Linked DNA regions of Astyanax mexicanus: region 1 is linked to region 2. The links are chromatin contacts, called in public Hi-C maps. All regions are on one chromosome and are shown on one strand. Each heading gives the region's core, a stretch centred on a gene start, on an enhancer-like site or on the middle of the called end of the contact. The rest is flanking DNA. Distances are from core to core; before and after follow the strand shown.

The links. Hi-C and Micro-C count contacts between places; a contact is called where the count stands out from the background.
Region 1: a Hi-C map of muscle shows a contact between it and region 2, with 17 times the contacts expected there. The contact joins the promoter of mast2 here to the enhancer-like site in region 2. A contact is called at or near these places in 3 of 3 Hi-C or Micro-C datasets (blood and muscle).

What each region holds. Positions count from the first base shown.
Region 1 is chr5:22,768,516-22,775,193 of AstMex3_surface, reverse strand. mast2 (microtubule associated serine/threonine kinase 2) reads left to right here and starts at 3,070. Exons shown (of 29, transcript XM_022675850.2): 1 at 3,070-4,539. The coding sequence starts at 4,450. tmem69 (transmembrane protein 69) reads left to right here. Exons shown (of 3, transcript XM_007248164.4): 3 at 897-1,737. The coding sequence ends at 1,604.
Region 2 is chr5:22,734,975-22,741,367 of AstMex3_surface, reverse strand. It overlaps mast2 (microtubule associated serine/threonine kinase 2), which reads left to right. Exons shown (of 29, transcript XM_022675850.2): 3 at 2,088-2,233. Among protein-coding and RNA genes, the nearest start is that of mast2, 34 kb to the left of the region's middle. Within about 2 kb of position 3,352, the one cell type or tissue checked has an H3K27ac peak away from gene starts, as active enhancers do.

The DNA of each region.
Region 1 (6,678 bases), core at 1,821-4,320, 34 kb before region 2:
TATCAGTGTGCTCCTGCTACCTGTTCACATTATATTAATTTAGATAACAGGGTCTGGTAGGTCCCGGGACATTTTCTAGTAAATGTATTCACTCAGAATAGAGACTGCACCACAATGCATGTTGTAAAAGTATTTTTATTATGTTCTGTACAATTACACATTCTCACCAATAACTTCTGGACTTCCAGTGATTTTTAATTCTAAATGTACTGCACTTTATCCAATTAAACAGGAGAATTACTAACTTCTGTATTTAATTGTGCAGTTGGACACAATATAATTATTGGTCGATACCAAAATAATAACATGATTGCAGTGGTTGCTCAATGGGTTATTATTTACAGGGATGTTGGTTGGATTTCTAGATTTGCTAAGCTGCCACAAAAAAACAAACAAACAAAAAAACAAAGTGGATGAAAAAGTAATAAAGAATTATCAGAAGACTTTTCTGAAAAGTTTTTTTTAGAATTCTGATTAAAACTTGCTCATTGCTATCAAAATGTCATGGTGGTCATGGTGCAGCTTGCTGTGGGATATTTATCCAAATATTAGTTGTGCTGTGTGTGTCCACCTAAATTAAAGCTTTACATCTTTGTTTTTACAATTAACAAACATTCTTGCAATGGAGTGGGAATCATGTGTATCTGTCTCCTAAAGACTCATCAAGCTATAAAAATAAAAAAATGGCGCTGCTATCAGTTCACTTCATTTGTGATGGCATACACCACAGATGTTGGCTCAGTACTGTTAAAATTGTTATCGAAATTGTAATGTATTGGCTGAAATTAAGACATGTATTATGAAATAAGTTTGATGCAAAAGTTTCAATTAAATTATATACTATATGTACAGAAAGACTTGGGTTAACAAATTATTTGTTTATTATTTTTCAACAGTGCCTGAGATGGAGCAGTCTTCAGTGCATGTCCAGAACTTTTTACTGCTCAGGGCACCAGACGCACTCTCCCATATTCCTCGCAGCAAATCAGTATGGGCAGCTGCCTTCCAGATGTGCCACGGGTTCTCTTCTCAGAGTCCAGTCATTCCATTGTTCTACAATGAGGCTAAAGAAAAGGCAGCCAGAAGAGCCACCTCCGCGTGAACTAGACTTGGTTCGTTATGATATGAGGGACCTAAAGAAAAGCCCGAAACCTGCACTTTATCTGGGATTTTCTGGTCTCATACCCTTTGTGTCAGCTCCATTATTTATGGCCATGACAGAGTTGTACCTTCCAGAGGTAGCATTTGCTCAGGTTGCATATGGAGCCTCAATTCTGTCTTTTCTTGGAGGAGCCCGTTGGGGCTTTGCCTTGCCCGAGGGCAGCCCAGCAAAGCCTGACTGGCTAAACCTAGCCAACAGTGTAGTCCCCTCCCTACTAGCTTGGATTGCCCTACTTTTTAGTCAAAATATTACTCATTCTGGCATTATTGTGATCATGGGGCTTGGCATCTCTCTCCACTATGACCTGTCTCTTTTGCCTACCTACCCCAGCTGGTTCAAAGCACTGAGGACAATCCTCACTGTCGTTGCATTTTTGTCCTTGGTGGGCACTTTGGTTATTAAGGAATTGTACCCAGAGAAGAAATACATTGCACAAAAATAATGTATGTGGATTGTCAATGTGTGAAATAATAAAGTAATGACTATGTAACATCGATAAACATGTTTTTGGTTAGAATGTTGTTAGATCTGTTGTTGCAACAAAATAAATAAAAATGTAAAAGATTTGAGAAACATTCTCGTGCAGGCACTCCTCAGCTCCTAACTTAAATTGCAAAATGAATCATCAATCATAATAGATGATTTAGAATATATAACAGACAATTATTTACTCATGCTACACATGCATGTTTTACACACGCTAAACTGGGCCAATGGCTCAGTTTGCTAAAACAACTTGAAAGAGACTGAAGTACTTACTATAGAAAATATCCACTCTACAAATGCTATGTAGTCCAACACTAGGATGGGGAAACTGCTGGGAAAACTGCTCCAGAGTGTTGAGTGAGAAGCTTACTTTACCCCTTTAAGAATTGTATTTATTAGAAGACTTTACAGGTTCACAGGGCTGTATTTAAGGCATTTGGAGCCCCAAGCAAAATGAGCATCATTTATTCTGTACTTTCCTGCTTTGACCATTGCAGAATTTAAAGGGGCCCTCACACAGTTTGTCATTGCATTAAATTCATAACCAGTCGATTTCTGGGGGCCCTAGGCAATTGATTTGTTTCCTTGCCTCGTTGCAGTGGCCCTGCCTATATACAGAGTAATAATAATATTAAATGGAATAAACATGAAAACTGTAAACCTAAATGTCTCTGGCATAGAAAATAACAAATGTTACAAATTACAATGAAAGCTTTAAGATTAAGGTATTTATGATAATTAACAAATATTATGGCTTATGGGAAAATACATTGAGCTCTGAAAAAAATTAAGGGACCCGTTAAGTTTCTGAATCATTTCCTTTGATTTTGCTATTTATAGGTATATGTTTGACTAAAATGAACATTGTTGTGGCTGAAATAACAAAAGATGCAGACCTTTCAGGCCTCAAAGTTTTAGGAGTTCAGACATCAATGTTTTGGTGGAATAATCACAGTTTCCATGCCTCTTGGCATGTTCTCCTCCACCAGTCTTACACAGTGCTTTTGCATAACTTTGTCACTCCTGGTGCAAAAATGTAGCTATATATATATATATATATATATATATATATATGTATGAAAATAAACGTTTTTATACACCATTTTGCTTGTGTGATCTGTCAAATAGCCCAAGACAATGAAGCATTTGGGCAACCCCTGTGTACAAGCAACCAATTTGCAATTTTCTGTCTGATTGCACTGCTTTACACTGACTGCAGAGGGCAGCAAATACACGCTCAAAAAGCCCACGACGTCATTGTCTTGCACTCAACTTTGCGGTTAAAACTGTTCCCAGATCAGCTCTTCGACTGTATTTGCAGCAATGACCTGAGCTGCACTACGGCTCATGATCCAGCGCGCTGGTCTCAGATCAGTGTTGAATCACAGCGGCGACCCGCGGTGGTTCAGGAAGCGGGTAAATTCCTCCGTGTGACGGGTAGCAGCGAGAAACCCAGCAGCTCTGGAGGAACCGCAGCGAGGAGCCCGCCGTCACCTCCACTGTGTCTCTGTGGATGTGGATCTGGATCATTACTGCGGACCTCAGACATGCCTGACGGCGGCTTTACGAACGGAGACAGGCAGGTCTTGGGATTTCAGACATCTCGGGAATGACTGACAGCGAGTAGTTCAGGTCGAGGTATTGTTCGGTGGAGTGTTGGCGCTAGTTAACGTTACAATGCCAGTGAAGAAGTCAAGTCGTCAAGCAGCCTGCTAACCTGACCTAACGTTAAATAACCTAACCCAGCTGCGTTTACAAGCGGATTGGGGAAGCGACCGGAGCGCGCTGGACTTAAAAGACAACAAACGAGTGGCAAACCTAGGTTACCTAACCCAGGTTAGTAAGGTAAAGCTAGCTAACTAGCTGAGATAACTTTCAGAACCAGATGAGGACGGGTTTGGTGAATGAGGAAGATGTGGGGGGGATATTGGCACTGATGTTATTTAGGCGTAGTTAGTTTTCTGGCGTGTTTGGTGTGAGACAAGTTTTTGTTAGCCTGTTTAGCTAGTTAGCTAGCTAGTTAACTAGTTAGTTAGCGTTAGCTAGCTAGCTAACTTGTAACTAGCTAATCTAGCTGTTTTTGCTAACATACATTAGCCTAAACTAAGTGAATTGAAGATTATCAGTCAGTTTTCACCTGCGTTACCGGCCTTTTTAACAAGGTAACTCATTTATAAAAGTAAGCCAAGACTTCTTAGTCGGCTGATGTTTATTTTAAACAATTTTACAACTTATCTAATTTAGTTTTTGTGTGTGTAAGGCTGTTTAAACCAGATTAAAACGTATCATATTGCTGAAATCAATAGATTTTAAGTTAGTTAGTTAGCTAGCGTTTGCTAGCTTGCTAGCTGCTCTTGTTCTCGCTCAGTTAAAGTTAGCTAACGTTAACTATGTTCCCAGATGTTGTTGAAGTTTGGCTCCACTACACGACTGAACACTGATATGAACAGATAGACATATAGCCTAGCTAGGTTAGCTAGCTAGCTAACACTAACTCTCAGTCATGACATGCTCGGCTCTCCAGTCAGGTTGACTTGGGAGATTTGCTCACTTTAAAGCCTTGAAAGCCGTTTCTTCCCCCTCGGCTTATGCCAGTTGATGGTAGGTCCAGGTCCTCCCTAGCTTTTGTTCTCTTCCAAACGAAGAAAGAAGAAAGCTCTTCATCATCATTATTATCGCTGCTCCATGGATTTGGATTCGCACATTGTCAGGGCAGCTGGAGTCGAACCGAATCACACTAACGTTAGTTGGGAGACTGTAGCGTTTTAATACAAGCTAAGCTACCCAAGTAAATCAGAAAAATGAAGAGAACCGAGAACAAACAGAAGAGAAAACTGTGCAGCAACGAGGAGCAGCAGCAGCAGAGCAGCACTGCCGAAGGAAAAGATGGGGTAAGTGCTATTACTTTCATTAAACCTGCAGGTTATCTTAGTGAATGAAACTCGTCTTTCTTATGGGTTGTGTGCAGCGAGCGAACAAGCGAGACTGGCTGCCAGTGGCGCTGCATGCTGGCGCAGGTAACCCAGGTTAGCTGACTGTTATGTTAGCTTCCCTAACGCCAGCTGTCTTATAGAGCGCTGCATGTTTACACATTATAAACACGATCATATAACGTTAGCTCTTTTAACTCTTTTAAGTTAGATTATTTAACTACCTTTCCGTCTTCGTATGCTCTGTTGTTAATTAATTTGGGATAAGAGACTTGGGATCACTAATTACAAGACTGCAACTAGATTCTTTCTGAGATTCTTTCCCATCATGCTTCTGGTGTAGTTTACATACAATACATATTACATTTAAAGTTACAAATAATGTGTATATCAATACTGTGATTTATCAGAGACTCATCGACTCATCTTTTTTCTTTAATAGAAAACATTTTTTTCAATTCTGACTATGAGCTTATTCTCCCCCCTTTTTTGCTATACATTTTTCTTTGTTTTAAATAGAATTAATGCAATAAAGAACATCTTTCTTGCAAAATGTGTATTTATTAAACTTATGTTTTAAAATAACACTGCACAATAAGACAAAATAGTGCAAAATTAAATAACTTTATATATAATGATTTTAAAGTGCTACCTGTGTTTAAAATACTGTACATTTTAAAATAAGAACCATATAAGACCTATAAACTGCAAAATGTTCTTTTTATCAGTTTATCAAATTGTTTGTAAATAGTCACGTAAAATGTTATTGTCTTGCCTCTTTCTGAAGCTCTCCTGTTGGTTGTTGACATTGTTCATGTCACTATTTGCGTGAGCCAAGTCTCTAGACTTGCAATATTAAATACGGTTAACTGAATGCCAGGGTGTGAAAAAGACTGACTAAAACCTTCAATTCCATGTTGTATTTGCAATTTGTTTAGGAGCATGGCTGCTGACTTGATGCAGAATTTGTGATTTTGAAGTAGCTTCTTTATTGTGCTTCCATTTTTTAAAATCATGATTAATGTTAGTTACAGTATTATGGATTGTCAGACTGTTGTCGGTGCAGGTTTAATGAGTTTGAGTTAAGACCTAAAGGGTGTGCATGTTTGGCAGTATGTGTTTCCTGAGTCTCTGGCTGTTAACCTAGTGTGTGTTTGCAGATGAGGTCATAAAAGGAGTGACAGCAGCAAGGTGTGTTTGTAGTGTCGGAGCTCAGTGCAGGTGGTTAACATTCAAAGTCAACTGACAGAGGAACAGTTCAGGTTGACACACCTTTAAGGCATTGGAGCAGACAAGCACCTATTCTGTACCACAAATTCTTGATTCCTGTAAGCACAGGGGTAGAAGATGTGGCAAAATGTACCTACTGTGTGCAACATTGACAAGAATTACCCACCTTTGGTCTGAACAGGATGTGTTTTGCTTGAATGGAAATTAAGCCAGGTAGTCTGTTTTCACAAAAGTTTTGTAGCATTTGGTGGGATTGAGCTAAAAAGGAACCATTGTGCTGTTGGTCTTTGAATGTGTCTGTTAGAAACATCTGAAAACAGTTCCATCTAGACTTTGGTATACGCCAAATAAGGGAACTATGAGATTCTTGGATGTTAGGAATTTCTTAGTTCTAATCTGCATCCAAACCAATCTGCTTTCATTCTCTTTTGTTCCACTAAAATGAACCCAGAGTTATCAGCCATGTTGTCAAATTTGCAACCAAAGGCTAGAGGGGGAACCAGACTAAGCATGTCTCTGACCACATTCTTAGATAATTTAGCACAGAAACAAGGCATATCAGTCTTCCACTGGGCATTTTAGAAATGTTGTTTACAGATTATATTAATAAGCTTTTTAAAAAGTCATCTTTTCCTCTGCAGATTTTTATCATGTAGGTGTTCAGTATTCGAGGTACTGACTACAAAGGGAAAAATCAATCAGCATGTATTGACCCTTTTTTTTAGTCAAAATATGCAGTCGATTCACATATAACCTGTCTCATGCAAGTAGGAGAGTAAAGACTTTTAATACCACTAACTGGATACCCCACCCTAAAGTATGTCATTAAGCCCAATCCAGTGAGTATTGGCACAGCTACACAACACTCGT
Region 2 (6,393 bases), core at 2,103-4,602:
CACAATATTGGGGGGTATACAGTATTTGCTGTAATAGAAAAATGCACAGATTATTACCAGATTTAACCCAAAGTTAGTTCTCCAACATGAGTTATTTTTTACACCATTAAAGCTTGGAGTAAAAATATTGATAATATAAGTATAAAATAATTAATAATATAATTACATTGTGGAATTTCTCTATTTGTATCATGCAACAATAAAATAGTAAATAAATCAATAAATACTAAAATAAAAATAAATCAGTAAGTAACATTTGGACAGTACATTGCATTTCCATACAACCATACTGTAATTTGTTAAACATTAAGAACATTATTTAGAATTTGGTCTAACTCTCTACATGAGAATAGTCCAGTTGCAGGTGTTAGATTGCTTCATTGAGACTTGAGCTGATAAATGGTTCATTGTGATGTGTGAGTGAGGGTTGCTTGTGCTGCATGTGAGCATTCTGCAAGTGATTGACACAGACACACCCTAAGGTTAAAATCTCTCCCTTGTCAAGCAGTCATGTCCTTTAGGGCTGCACAGTATATTGCTTTAGCATTGTTCTCACAATGTGAGCATGTGTTTGCTGATTGATACAAGAGGAACATTTAATACAGTTTCCATTTATATTGGCAGATATATAACTGCCAGAAAGTACACTACTATTCATTTCACTCAATTTTTAGACACACAGAGTGCATTATTATTATTATCGCATTCTTGTCATTGACTTTAATGACAAGTGAATATTCTGATTTGTTTTATTTATTGCAATATACAGCTCTGGAAAAAAATTATGAGTTTCTTTGATTTTATTAAATTGAAAACCTCTGGAATATAATCAAGAGGAAGATGGATGATCACAAGCCATCAAACCAAGCTGAACTGCTTGAATTTTTTCACCAGGAGTGGCATAAAGTTATCCAAAAGCAGTGTGTAAGACTGGTGGAGGAGAACATGCCAAGATGCATGAAAACTGTGATTAAAACCAGGGTTATTCCACCAAATATTGAGGTCTGAAATCTCTGCATCTTTTTTGTTATTTCAGCCATTTCTCATTTTCTGCAAATAAATGCTTTAAATTACAATATTTTAATTTGGGAGAAAAGTTGTCAGAAGATTATAGAATTAACCTATAAATAGCAAAATCAGAGAAACAGATTCAGAAACTGAAGTGGTCTCTTCGTTTTTTCCTGAGCTGTATATTGTCAGAAAAAAAAATCAAAGTGCATCAATTAATGTCTTTTTTTTTTTTTATTTAGAAAATGCTTTTTGTAAATATCAGTAAAAGGTTCACTCAGAATTATTTGTTTTAAAGAGTGAAACATAAGTTAAGTCCAGCCCAATGGTGGAACTGTAAGGATGTGGTGCTGTTTTGCTTCCAAATGCCCTGGATTCCCTATCAGAATACATGATGTTTTAGATTAAAATACAAGGAGATTTGAGATGGAAATCTGCCTCCCTGCCAGAACACAGGATCTGGATTGGGGTTGAGCCCTTCAGTAGGACAGTGATTCAGATCCACATAAAATGGTTCACTGACCACAGGGGTCAGGCCTTTGCACACTGCACTAATAATGCTTGTTGGAAATGCCTGTATTTTATTTACCAAGACATCCAGAACAAAGAGCAAAAAGGAAAAGTGAGAAACCAATCTGGATTTAATAAAATGAAACTTTCAGCGTTGTTTATTTGAACTGTTCACATATAATATTGTGAGTAGGTTAGCAAGGGTTAATCTGAAAAATATTATTTAAGAAATTGTCATTGGAATTTTTTTTGCTTTATAAAAATGCACAGATTTTCACCAGGCCTTTCCTAAAGTCAGTTCTCAAACATGTCCAGCATGATATTGATGGTGCCATTTTTCATTTGAAAAATACAATCAGTTATATTTTATATCATTACAAGAATTATAGGACCTATGATAATATATCAGAACAGATTCTACGCTAGGCTCAAAACCTAGACTTGATCTTACTGGAGCTCAGTCTAAGAGATGTACTCTAAGCTCCTATGTCTCTCCAAAACACAGAACTCTAACAGGCTGTGGTGTTTTGTCTTCGCTCACTCTGATTTTGTGTGTGACCTTGTCTTAGGGAAGCAGCTCTTGCCGCTGTCCAGCAGCATGCACAGTGGAGTGAGTCAGCTGGCCTGGCAGCAGCAAACGGGAGAACCGAATAACCTCGTCCGCATGAGGAGCCAGTCTTTAGGCCAGTCAGCTCCCTCTCTCACTGCAGGGCTGGTGAGTGTTTTCTCACATTGGTGCATTTTCTAAACACTCGAATGCACACAGAGTCTCTTCTGTCTGTTTAACCTTCTTAAAATATACAAACACACAACACAAAAGACAAAAAAAAACAACAACCTCTGAAGAACTGATCACATCTGTACATGGTTTCTATATTTAGTATTAATGCTTTGTTTTTTTTCTGGCTGCTTTTATTGTTATTTTATTTATTTAGATTCATTTTCCATATTTCATGTTTCATGACACAGTGAGTTTCACACATTTGATAATAAACACTATGACTATGAAATTATACATGTCAATAAATTCAGTTCATCTGCATAGAACAAACATGCTTCTGCAGATTCCAGTGCATAATTACTGTTTGTATAGTAGCTTAATTTCACAAATTACTACATATATGTTTATATAAATTATACATTAAATTAAGTGTTGTGTATGAAGGAATGGCATACGTTTGGACTATAATAATGTGGCTAGTATTATAATTACATTTAATCATTATCAGTGCTTAGTAATTATTCTTATTATCTCTACTATTATTATATCTGTACACCTGAGCATAACAGCAGTCTTGTGTGATGGCATGGTGACATGTTTGTAATAATTTAACCCTTTTAGAAAATAACCAAATATAAATAATTTCTCCCTTTCGAAAAAATTTGTATTTTGTATTATAATTGGCACAGCTGATTTTACTTTTTTTTTTGGTCTTATCTTTTACTCATTTCTGTAAAGCTGCTTTGTAATTATATGTAAAAAAAAAGTGCAATATATATATATATAGAAAAAATAATTTAATTAAATTGGACTGTTTTTAATGGTGGAAGTAAACCTGTGGTTTTACTCATTTGAGACCGAATTATTTGGATTCCGGAATAAGGCTGATTATACTTGCTGCATTTCTTTAGCCTGTCTGTGGACAGTAGGAAGAAGTCAATGTAGGCTAATAAAGTCAGACTGAATTTCTGCAGCGATTAGTGTTTCCTCTCCTTCAGCACTCCTGATTCAGCTTATGAACAGCTCTGTAATCAGTTGATTCTGGTGTATTAAACTATAGAGAACACTGAACCCTGTGGTACTGTGCTCCTGTAGGATTGTAGCAGTTTTACACCATGTAATGAAAATCTAACTGAGACCGTGTGTCTGTGTGTGTGTGTGTCTGTGTGTGTGTGTGTGTGTGTGTGTGTGTGTGTGTATGTCAGTAAAACTGCTGTGACCTACTAAAGAGTGAGATTTTACTCGGCAGTGGATTATCATGCAGTGTGTATGTATTGCTGTGTCACATAGAGACTGGCTCCACAGCTCCACCTGCTGTTCCTCAAAGGACAAGAGGTCCATGGAGGTTGATTGTTCTTTTAATTCTGGAGGGTTTCTAGTGACAAATAGCAGAATATTAATAAATTGTGAGTGATGAAGATGTAAAAGAGTGATAGTGCTCCTTTTCATAAAGAATGACAAGACTTCAGTCCAAATGTTTATAGATACTTATCAATGAATGCAATAAAAGGTGCACTGTTACTTTAAGGTGCACACAGTGCACTTACACACTTAGGGTGCTTTCACACCTGAAAGTCCGGACCGTGGTCCGAACCAAGGTTCAGGTACTTGCTACATTGTATATATTTGGTCCGCTTATTTTTGTTTTCACACTGCAGTTTAGGGAGCGCACCAAAGACCTTCGTGTGATACTCCTACATCCTTTCATCATCACTTACGTATCGATGCGTTTTCCTTAACTTGATGCTGATTGGTTTTAGAAGGACATGCATCTGACGTTGGCGTGTTGACAATTCAGCGGCTGGTTCATTCAGCGGGAAGCCTTTCCAGGATAAGGATAAAATGAATGAACAGATTAATTTCATCTCCATAATAGTGCTGCTATTGTGGTTTTTATACCAGCAGCAGCAACTTCAGGCACAGGTTAGTTCAAATTCTCTAGGTTAGTTCAAATTCGCCAAATGAACGTGCTTGTTATGAAGCAACTGTATCGCCTCCGACAGATAAGGAGGGAAAAACGGTTATTTTTCTTTATCTGCTGCCGCTGGTCCGAAAGTTCGAACCATCCAGAAAAACGCTTTCACACTGCAGGCGAACCGGACCGTGTTTCAGAAGATCCGGACTGAAACCACCTCTCTTGGTCGGACCAAAATCTGGTCCTTTGGTCTGGACCGTGGTTCACGGCCCCTTTCACACCTGCTACTTTGATTCGGACCAAACTGAAAAGTCCGAAAGTCCGGACCAAACGAGGCAGGTGTGAAAGCACCCTTACACTTTGCCTAATTCCTGTATAGAAGTAATTGTCATTAAAATAGGACACTTTGAACTGATAAACAGGAACCTGTTGGAACCATGCCTAATGCCAGGCTTTAGGTAGAGGAGTGTTAAGCCCATGTTTTTGAGAGGAGTTGGGGATGAGTCTGAGATAATGATTATCAAACATCCCATGTAATGTTCCTGTTGCTGAATGCGATCATATCCTCAAAGCAATGCTCCAAAAGCTAGTAGAAAACCTTCATCTGGAGAGTAGAGTTACTCGAACAAAAGCAGGATAAGCTATTTTTAATACACTTGATTTAAAAAGAAATAATAAAAGGGCAGGTGTTCCAAAACTTTTGTCCGCATAGTACATGGTCTTGTGGTACTGCTGGTGATACTTGGTACTGCTTCTGTACGCATGTGTGTTGTTACTGTGGAAAAAATATAATTTAAATAAGATCATATTAATGTATGCACTGCTTCTATGATACAAAGCTTTATTGATGTGATACAAGCCTACTCTATTCATGTGGAGACAATGTTGACCCACACATTTGACACCTGCATTGATTGTCTTTTTTTTTCTTCCTCAGATATATTTAACCTTAGATCTCAGACCTTAAGTACTAAAAAGTCATATAAAGAAACCTATGACTTTGACTTGTTTTAACCTTCTCTCAATACTCAGCAAGTTGAAATAAGAGGACTGCATATAGGATTAATTGAAAAACAAATTAAAACCTGTTTAATTGCTGAATCTTGAGTTTTACAGACTCTAGAGTATTGGTGCATTGTTTGAGAGTCACCAGAAAAAAAAAAAAATTCAGCATCAGGGGTTTTCACCTAAACAATACAGAATGAACAAAAGGTAGCGTTTGGGGGAAAAAGGTGCAGAATGTAACCGAAAAACACCTCTCCAGCTGTTAAACATAAATATAAACGTGAATGGGTAAAAATCTCCTGAACGTTTAGCTTACAAGCTGTAACACTATAGACTATAGATGAAATAAGTACTATATGAATTCTTTGAGAATTCGGCTCAGCATAATAAAATGCACATCATCAAAATTAATACCCATACTCATTATGACGTACTGGGAACTGTACTGTAGTTGAATTCTACCTCTCTTTGTACTTTAAATAGGAAGAGATGAGTTTTAGGAGAGCTGATTCCAGCCTGCGCTGTCACACATTTGAAATGTATTCTGCTTATTTATTATTAAATATATACGACAGCTTGCAAAACAACATATTTTTTGCCCAAACAAGACAAAACACCTACAAATCTGACATTTAAGGCTGTCGTCACATTCCCATTTTATATGTAAACTGTACTTTAAAGAATGTACCCCTAGGTGGCAGTGTTTCTTATGTTATGACTCACACTGTATGGATGCACTGCAATGTGCAGGTCCAACAGAAAGCTGATCAGATCAAGTGTTTCACCCAAAATCATTAGTTGGCAGTAGAGCTGAATTTAGTATTAATTGTCAGTGTTTAAAACTTTCATTAAATCTGCAGTTGGTCAGTTTTTGTAAAGTAAATCCTTAACTGGATTAAGTGTTTATATTTTGATTAAAAATGACTGCACAAATTATGGAATAGTATTTATATTTTATCAGATATAGTATTTATATTTCATCAATTGGGATAAATATTAAGGTAAATATAGTTTATCTTACCAATGTCTCTAAAATGTGTCGTAGAATATTTCTACCATTATTAACAACCATTAATGTCAGTTTATTAGTCACCAAAACATTCATTACTGCTCAGTCATTACTTTAGACTGAGTAGTGTATCATACTAATGTGTTTATTCATAAATTTTGCTGTATGTTGACATGTTCTAGTCTTCATGTGATAAATATTGGATTGGAAATGCATTGTATTGTG